Regions from separate parts of the Arachis hypogaea genome. Here region 2 is linked to region 1. Evidence: chromatin contacts called from public Hi-C data. All regions are on one chromosome and are shown on one strand. The core of a region is the stretch at or near the end of the contact, and the rest is flanking DNA. Distances in the headings are between cores, read along the strand shown.

The links. A called contact is a pair of places that touch in the nucleus more often than the background predicts.
Region 2: a Hi-C map of leaf shows a contact between it and region 1, with 6 times the contacts expected there. The contact joins the promoter of LOC112775574 here to the enhancer-like site in region 1. A contact is called at or near these places in 4 of 8 Hi-C or Micro-C datasets (leaf and an unstated tissue).

Annotation. Positions count from the first base shown.
Region 1 is chr19:149,337,619-149,342,619 of arahy.Tifrunner.gnm2.J5K5, forward strand. No RefSeq gene overlaps it. Among protein-coding and RNA genes, the nearest start is that of LOC140182469, 7.1 kb to the left of the region's middle. Within about 2 kb of position 2,828, at least 1 of the 3 cell types and tissues checked has open chromatin away from gene starts, as enhancers often do.
Region 2 is chr19:149,389,667-149,394,977 of arahy.Tifrunner.gnm2.J5K5, forward strand. LOC112775574 (protein PSK SIMULATOR 1) reads right to left here and starts at 2,814. Exons shown (of 13, transcript XM_025819287.3): 1 at 2,484-2,814; 2 at 1,540-2,180; 3 at 407-732; 4 at 193-285; 5 at 9-99. The coding sequence starts at 1,902.

The DNA of each region.
Region 1 (5,001 bases), core at 1,578-4,077:
GTATGTAATTAATTAAAGTTGAGTAAAGAATTTATTAGATGATTTGATATGTAAATTATCATGATTCTAAAAATTAGATGGAATCAACCGGTTGATAAGTAAATTACGCACACAAAAATTAAAGCTCATTCAAAAAGGTTTCTATCCGAATCAATCCTAGCGTTTCAGCTAACTCTTTGGACAAATTAAAGCATGATAATACTTATCTTTTTTCTTATTAATATAATGGAACTGATGATAGCAAAAAAGGCTGCTAATAATATTCTTGTATATCATTCCATAGGGTTTTGAGGTTTTCCGGATATATGCTTGATCCTCTAATGATATTTACACTTCTCTGCCCCTTGTTGGATCAATTAAGGCTTTCTTCCAATTCATAAGATAGATTTCTAATTTTAGATGGCCTACTTTTTGTTTGCACAATATTGTTTTAAGATTTACCGCGTTTTTGGTAGAGGATTTATAGTGATTTACCAATGTTGTTTTTTGTTTTTTGTACAATTTACCATCTATGTATAAAGTATGGTATGCCATGAACGAAAAGGATAAAGCCCAAGGGCCCTAAACGTAGTAGATCCAAAAGAAATAAAGCCCAGAAACCAGGCCGAACAAAGCAGTCCAGACAAAACTCGAGGAGAACAAAAAAACTGGAGGAGAGAGAGTGAGGCTTGCATGACTGAATGAAACAGAAAATGGTAAACTAATCTCTCTGCATAACTAACTATGCCAACTAATAACCAATTTGAATTGAACGAGTAGTCAGCTCACTTGTCTGTTTAAGTGTCGAGAGTTCGAATTCAGTCTTGTGCATGCACCAACCCATTGATCAGCAATACACCCTTTTTAAGCTCATATCTGCGACGGATTAGTTCTTAACCTAACAGGTTAGGAAATTCCATGAAAAAAAAAAAAAAAACACTAACTATGCATACTAATGTTGTTGGTTAGTGCTAATTTTATGGAAAGTGCTGATGGGAAGGAGTTACAAAGCAATTTATGTTTGTTGGTGTCCCCTGTGATGGTGTTGGACGTTTTGTGGCTGGTCTTATTATATAGCCTTTGGTGTTTTGCTTTCTTTTACCATAACTCATATGGTCTATATTTAATTTTATACATAGGCAACATGGTAATAGTTTCTTTAGAGTTTAGGGTGTGATTGGATCTATACGGCTAAAACCAATAGAAATACAAAAGTAAAAGAATAAATAAGTACATGAATTGTTTGTGTCTCTCTTTCTATTTTCACAATCAAATAATAAGCTTTCTGTGATCATATTTATATTCTCTTGTGTTATATCCACAATATTCAAACAGAATTTTAATAATGCATTATATTATTTGAATATAGATATTTACCTTTGATTATACACTATATATGTGATATAAGTACTAATCCGAGGTCTACATTAAGCTTTATTTTATATATATTTTAAAAAATGATTAGTCTATTCAAGAAGATTTTAATGCTGTAGTTATCATAAAAGGTTTTTTCTGTTTCAAATAAATGACTGGAAATAGAAGTTTTATGTGAGGAGTAGTAATTTTTTTGTTGAGTTTAAAAAAATAATAAATTAATTGATAATGACTAAATATTATTATTAGGTTAAAAATTTAATTATATGTGTGATTAATTTGTTATTTGTATAGAAATTAATAGAAAATAAAATAAGCCCAATAACAAACTTTAGATCCATAAGTTTTAAGGAAATAGTTGGTTATCATACCAATACTTTTCCATCAAAACAAAAAACAAGTTTAATGCCAAATTGACGATCCAAGTCCAAGATCATATCACACTTACAGGGTTCAAAGAAATGATTGCTAACTAAAAAATAAAATTTCATTTCTATCTAAATCAAATCAAAGTCACCCAATTAGTTCTCTTTCTTCTCTTTTCTCTCTTCTCTCTCATCCGCGTAAAACATTCTAAAAGAAAAACAAAAACAAAATAAAAATAAAAAATAGTCTAATTGGGATTCAAATTAAAGAAAAGAATGGATTACCAAAATTAAGCAAGTCAAAAGTTAGGGTTTAAAAGTCAAGATCAAATGAGGTAAATCAGAAAATCTTTTTTATTTTGGTGCTTTATTGATAACTTGTTGAAGATGTTATTCTCCCTTAAGCACCAAATTAAAAAATTAAAGAAAGTGAAAGCTATGAAACTCTGCTACAAATCAAAGGTCAAGAATTAAACTTGGAACCAAAGTTTTGATATACGGCTCAGATTCTTGAAGAAGATTGAAAAAGGATGAAAGAGAAGTAGTTGGATTTGATTGCATATTTGCTTTTGTTAGAGAATCATTAGAATCAATTTAGATCAGTTAGTATCGTTTATATTTATATAGCATGTCTGTATATTAATTGTAGGATTCTATGCTTTTATTACTTTAATTCTTCTAGTACCTATATATACCCCATGTATATTATACTTTTCATTATACTGAATAATACACAACACTTTCTTCAGCTTGATCTCTTGTTTCTAACATGATATCAAGAGCTCAGGTTTTTTTTTTTTCCAATAACAATTGGTTTCTAGCCTCTTGTGTTTTGTCTCCTCTGGCAGTAATTTGTCCTTTTTTTCGACTCTTTATCGACGCTTTGGTTCGTCACCGCCACTACCCCCACCTTCGTCTAGTTGTGAAGTTTTCAACGCCACTAGAATCGCCGTCGGACGCGCAGCCCAAAGTTCTCTGTCTGATTGAAGTGCTCCTCCTTCCAGCGCCATTCGATCCGCGTCTAGATCGAAGGCTCAGTGTCACGCCACGTGTCGGCCAGCAGCTACACGGACCCGTACTTGACCCTGCTGCCCGAACCGACCCGCGTGCTCCTCCTTGCCTCGTCAGCGCTGACGCGCTCTTCTTCTCCATTCACGCGGTGTCACGTGTCCTTCCCACCTGACGTAGCGCTGACGTGGCATCTGACGTGGCAACCAGTGGGACCCTCCCTAAGGTTTTTTGGTGAGCTCTTTTCGATTTTGCCATCCGTTTTCTTGTTCTTTGCTCCAAATTTGCAGTTTTCTCTCCTCTCTCTGATCTTTATCTCTACTATTATGGATACTTCGGATATTTTTGCTACCAGAGACAGAAAGGATAAATTCTGTCGAAACTGTAACTGTTCTTCTGGGAACTTCTTCTCAGACTGTTCTTTTGTTGAATGTCACAAATGTCAACAGAAAGGTCACATTAATTACAATTGTCCACAAGTGTGTTGCCATTACTGCAAGCTCTCGGGACATTTTATTACTGCATGTCCTACTCGCCCACCACGTCCTGGTCACCTCGAGCATCATTCTCATCCTAACTTCTCCAAGAATGCGTCTGCTTCTGCTATCTCTGCTACTGAATCTACCATATCTGCTCCTCTCAACCTGTCTTCTGTCTCTCTCTCTGATATTGCATTTCTTCTTAAGCATCTTCTCTCGCTTTTGGGTAATACTCCTCCTACTTTTTCGACTTCTCCAGGTAATTCTAAATGGTATTTTGACTCGGGTTGCTTTAATCACATGTCTCCGTTGCATAATCTTTTCTCGTCTCTGTCTACCACTACAAATTCACCTTCTGTAAATACTGCTAATTGTTCCCTCTTGCCCGCAACACAAAGGTTCTATCTCCCAGTCGACTCTTAATCTTCCTGATACTTATTATATTTCCAACCTGAACTTTAATCTTATTTCTATTGGACAACTTGTTGATTTGGGTTTTGATGTCACTTTTTCCATGTCTGGTTGTCGTGTACAGGATCATCGGACGGGATAAATCATCGGGACTAGACGTAAGGTCAGAAGGTTGTTTGAACTCGAGAATCTTCATATTCCTTCTGTGCCAAATCTCTGTGCTGCTTCTTCTCCGTCTACCCTTCATTTATGGCATCAACGTCTTGCCCACAGCTCCTTAGGAAAATTGCATCCTCTTGTTTCTCAGGGTGTATTGGGTCAGGTTCCTACTGAGTCTTTTGACTGCATTTCTTGTCAAAATGCCAAACAACCTGCTTTATCGTTTCACAGTAATTCCTCTCTTGCTTGTTCTCCTTTGGATCTTATCCACTCTGATGTTTGGGCCCCGCTCTCACCGCTTCTATGGGAGGTGCTCGATACTTTGTCCTTTTTATTGATGATTATTCACGCTTTACTTGGGTTTATTTGATGACTAATCGCCATGAGTTACTTTAGATTTATATTAACTTTGCCACTATGATCAAAACTAAGTTTTCCAAAGTCATTAAGGTTTTTCGACGCGATAATGCTATGGAATACCGTGATTTCAAACTTTTAGCCTTTCTTGCAGAACAAGGTACTTTGTCTGAGTTTTCTTGTCCTGATACTTCTCAACAAAATGGCCGAGCTGAACGTAAACACCATCACATTCTTGACTTTGTTCGTGCAATGCTTCTTTCTTCTTCGTGTCCTGAGCGTACTTGGGGTGAAGCTGTTCTTACTGTTGTTCATGTTATCAATAGACTTCCTTCTTCTGTTCTTGGTAATATTACTTCCTTTGAGCGTCTTTATCATATCTCTCCAGATTACAGTTCTCTTCGAGTTTTCGGTTGTGTCTGTTTTGTTCTTCTTCAGCCTCATGAGCACAGTAAACTTGAACATGGTGCTCGCATGTGTTGTTTTCTTGGTTATGACACTGAACACAAGGATTATCATTGTTGGGATCCTCTCTCTAAACGTATTTGTATATCTCGTCATGTTGTCTTCTGGGAGCATCACATGTTTTCTCATTTTTCCTCCTTTGAGTCTATTTCTCCCACTCAGTCACCTTTCTTTACTAACCCCAATGTTGACCTTTTTCCTAGTGATGATTCTACAGGTTCTATCTCGGGTCATCCTCTACAGCCTTCTGCTCTTCTGCCTTCTCTATCTCCCGATGATTCTAGACCGGACGGCGATCCCGCTCCTACCATCATGCCTCCTCCTCCCACTCGTTCTTCTAGGGTAAGAAATCCACCTCCTCATCTTCTTAATTATCATTGCTTTTCTACTATTCTTAATCAACA
Region 2 (5,311 bases), core at 1,564-4,063, 52 kb after region 1:
GTACTCACAGCTGTACATTGAACAAGTGTCATTAGTTGCTGCATCACTATTTCTGCCTCCTCTTTCAATTGCCTTTGTGGTGTAAGCTCTGAACCTAACCTAAACGTCAGAAATTGAAAGCAAACTATAACTAAAACAATGGTAAACATTGCAAAAGTTAAGGTAAGACTAAATAATTTCAGTAAGGATTACATCTCAAAGTAACGATCAAGGTTGTGCCACTGAGGATCTTTGCAACGGTTTCCAAAACGTACAACTTCACCAGAAAAGATTTTCAATTCTTCTCTGCCAAAACATTACAATATAATAGTCACATTTAAGTGTAGATAGCAGCTGAAGAAAGTGAGCTCCAAATCAAAGTTGGAGAGCATCTAAGAGAAGAAACAAACTATTCTTGATAATCTACCTTTTGTCTGTTGCAGCAATTCTTAGGAGTTCATCCATATCTTTGGATATCAAATTTTGCACTCCTTCAGATGGCAGAACAACTTCTTTCAAATGTCTAATGTTCTCTTTTGAAAGAGATTGCATCAGGTTGGCACCCTTAACAATTGTATTTGCGACTTCAAAGGCCAAAATTGAAATTTTATTTCCTTTTGTTGTCATGCCTGATGTAAAACCACTACTGAGATTCAAACTTGTCATACTACTACCTAACGTATCCAAAACTTCTACCGCCTTGCCAAGCCCAGCTGTACCAGCTCTGCCCAAAAGTGAACTCACTTCCGAAACCTGTAACGTAGAAAGAGATAAGGCAAAAGCACAATCTAAAGGGAAGGGCACATATATAATCCATGACATAAAGCAAAACTGATGTAAACACTTCTCTACAAATCAGTTATCTTTAGGCAGAAACTCTATCCTATCGTATTGAATGGTTGTCTCTAATATCATAAACAGAGACTGCTTAATATCTAGAGAACTAACCATATTACATAAATTCAATATTTAAGATCCAAACATGAAAAGCAAAAAGAGGGCAAAGAAAACAAACAAGGAAGATAGAATGTTCCAAAGGCAACAATAATGTTTGGGTATAAGAACCAGGGATTGCAGCCTCCATATCTAATGCAAATCATTTGAGTTAATTCCCATCAAGTATCATAGTTCAAATGCATACAGGTGCCTTAGCATACACTCCATAAACAATTACTAAAATCATGTTCTAATCGACTCCCTTCTGAACCTTGGTTTCTTTCCTTGCTTGATTCCACAGCAAGGCACCCATTTCCATTGGTGTCTATGGAATCATTCAAGCGTCCATGTCATGCCTAGGGGGTTTGTACATTAACAACACCACTTAATAAGATCAATTCAACTAAAGTTGAATCCAGAAATAATAGACATTCTCCTTCTTCAGGGACAGCATTAAAGTTTGCACGTTTTGGTTTTGCTTGATGTTTATACAACATAACCTTTTAGCCAAACACTTGTTCTGGCACTGTGATTATAGTTTGTAAGCTATGAAATACAATATAAACCAATCCAAACACAGAAGAAATAGAGATCAAATATGAGGGCGGTAAGTCAGTGACCTACCTTTGCAGCAGCCTGCTTGGACTTGGCTGATCTGGACTTATGTGATAAAGCTCTAGATAGAGCAGGAATTCCGTCATTGATATCATATGCACCGGACCCATATGATACCTTTTCCATCCCAGAAAAGGAAAATGATTCCCTTTCATGCTTTTCCAACTCATCATCATCAACAAGTGGGGGAACATTTGAATTGCTGCTATCTATACTATTTGCAGGAAGTCCAATAGACTGATAAGTCATTGCAGGCTCATTATTAACATGGCCATTAGCATGTCTCGACGACGAGCCTTCGCTAATAAGAGCATTATTTACAGCTACACCATCCACAGTGGCTTTCCATGACTTTGAGCAAATACCACCCATATGATTTTCAGTTGGTAGAGACTATAGCTTTTACTCTTCTGTACACAATGTCTATACAATAATGCTCTATAACTTAGAACAAGAAAAACCTCACTTCAAAATCTTTCTGAGGAGTTCATATCACAAAGCTGAACTGGACTATATAAGAAGCAACAACTCAAGAAACACGCAGAGCCTTCAATTGACAGGGATGTTATAATCAAGGCGCAAATGTTGATCATACCAATTCTGATCACCTTTACAGGTCCAGTCCATCAACTCTGCTAAGATCACCAAATCTGGATTTTTTTTTTGTCAGACAAAAAAAAAGGAGGTTAAAATTTCACAAATGTTATGCATTTTCATTTGCTTATTATGTTACTTATTTATTTTCTTTTTGAAAAAAAAATGAAAATTTCCGAACAAACCAAAACCCCAATTCAGGATAAACAAAACCAGCAACATCAAGAAGAAAATTAGAGACAACCAATATTTTTTCCCCTTAAAAAAAGGGGGAAAACCCCACATGAACAGAAGTTAGGCTAAACAACACATTAGAGGTTTGGATCGAATATATGGATTTGATGGGGGTAGGGAAGTACCAGCAGCAGAGATCTGGGAGAAGGTGCATGTGTTAATGGCTATGGTGGGTCAAATGGATCGAGAAAGAAGTAAAGTGAAGCACATAAATAGAACAAAGAGAAGAAAAAGGAGGGCACAGTTGAGCTGAGAGAGTGTTATTTATCTCTGTTTTCTCTCAGAGACACGGTGATGCGGTGCCCAGGAACCGCTGCTACACGCAAAAAGCTCAGAACTTCAGAAGATGAAAAATCTCTCTCTCTCTCTCTCTCTCTCTCTTTCGTTTTTTCTAGCTCTTCTTGCTCTTTGTAATTTTTTTCATTTCTTTTTGACTAAAGTAACAAATAAGTCCATGAGAATGTGTATTTTGGATAGAATAGATTTTTAAGATGCATTTGTTTGAGGTAAAAATAGAAAAAAAAAATGAAAGAACTTAGTGTATTTATAATTTGGTTATGGAGTAAAGGGTGGTGTTTTGGATAACAATGGAAGAACTTAGTGTATTTATATTTGGACAGACGTGTCAGATGACTGGTCCAACACGCAGGGGCATGTTAAAGGCACCACGTGGGGGGACGTAGAGGACAAGTGGCGCAGAGTGGTTGGATGAACTACGCAGCACGTGGGGGGTGTGGTGGATCAGCACACAAGGGGCATGCTGCCACGTGGTGACGCGTGATTGGGTGAAGCTTCAAACACGTGGTGGGCGTGGTGAGCACGCGAGGGGGCGTGCTGACACGTGGCAAAGCGTGGTTGGCTGAGGCACATAGCACGTGGGGGCGTGTTGAATGCTCTCTCTATATAAGGTCGAGTTCGATACCACTTTCATTCTGAATGAGATTGTGCTTTGAACATCCTCTGAGTGTGTTGGTAGTATAATGGAGGGTATCGCAAACTTGGCGGTATATCGCAATGGTGAAATAATACGGAATACTCATGAGGGAGTGAGGTTTGTGTACCAGAATCTGTTTTCGTTTGTGAATCCATGCACCATGACGTTTATGGAGTTTCAAAACGGTCTCTGTCAAAGCATGGAGAACAGTATGTTAATGAGAGTGAGAATAATTCTGTAACGGAATCCGGTTGTAGTTTTTGGTGGACTAATACAGTTTGATACCATGCCAATCACTAACGAATCGACTATGTAGAATATGTTTCAAAATCACTGGCAGACTCAGATGCGACAGCCACAGATTGAGCAGTATGTTGAGTTTGAAACCGTAAAGGCAGAAGGGATACAAAATGAATTAGATATAGAGGTTGATAGACATGTAGTGTAGGAAGGAATGAATAGTGACAACGAAGAGAACTTCGAAGCCTCTTATGAAGCTGGCGACGAAGACGAGGATGGTGATGTGGGGGTTGAGATAGCAGCGGAGAATATAGTGGTTCATCCCTCAAACAGTCAACCGATGAATGTGCCGCCTTTTATGCATGAGTTGGATCTCGACGTCATGCATGCACCGAAATTTTCGGAATATGCAAACATAGGTACGTGATGACTGAATAATACGTTTTTGTTAATTTAAACTTTGGATTGATTAATGAACGATGATTTCTGCTTTCGGTAGGCGTTGCTAATCCTGAGGACGGAGAGTTCCGAATTGAAATGAAATACAGTTCTAGAAAGTCGTCGCAGCTATTAGAAGTTACACTATCTTTAGAAGAGTTGACTACAATGTGTATGAGTTTAAGCCACAGACATTCTATGCAAAATGCAAGATGCATGGGCGTGGGTGCGACTGGCTTATCCGAGTCAGTTTGGGGTGTGTTTGAGAAACCCATTGGAAGGGAAGAAGCACGTTTAAATTCTTGAAAGTTTCAACTTTTGGTTTGGCAAATTTTTTTTCTCTTGAACGCAAAAGTGATTTTGCTGCAAAAACCACGTTTACAAGAAGCAACTATTTTTAACTTCTGCGTTTTCTTGACGGCTTTTGGCCATAGATACTAACCATTTATTTACCTTTTTACCAACTTTATCCTTTATATATGTTATTGTATTATTTATAAAATTCTTGTTATTTCTATTTATATGAGCTCTATTTTTTTTATTATTTATTATTTTTATTTTTTTTCAACTGTTTGTTTGACATTATACACTTTTATAATTGTGATTTTTGTGTATTATATTTGTTATCATCTTTTTATAATATGATTTATTGAATCTATTAGATAAAGTAAATTAAATAAAAAATTAACTGTAAATAATAATAATAATAGTAAACAATTATAACATACTAAAAGAGAGTACTAAAAATACTAAAAATATATTATATAAAAAGATCATCAAGAACTTTTAGATTTGTTTCAATCACTATAGAGTAAATATTTATTTATTTTTATTATTTTCAATACTCTCTTTTATAATTGTAATTTTCGTATACTATGTTTTAGTGTAATTTTTATAATATAGATTATGATTCAATTAAAAAAGATAAATTAAATAAAAATCAATCATAGATAATAATAAAATTATAAACGTTGGATTCCAAATTAATATTAAGAATAAGATTATTAAGAATACTAGAATAAGAGTACCATGTAAAAAAATACTAAAGTAACATTTAATATTTAAAAAATGTAACATATTTGATTAAATATTTTTTTATCTAAAATTTATATTTTTTATTTTTATTTAAAAATATATTTTATTTATTTTTATATATTATTTTTATTTTAGTAAGTAAATATTAATTTTATTATAAAATTAACTAATAAGATCTATTTAAATATCTAAATTAAAATAATAGGATAATATAAAAAAAATTTTAAGTTGACGTTTATTTTAGTAATTTTTTATCTAAGAGTGATTTTGAATGGTATAAGCCAAACAACATTTATTTTACTATAA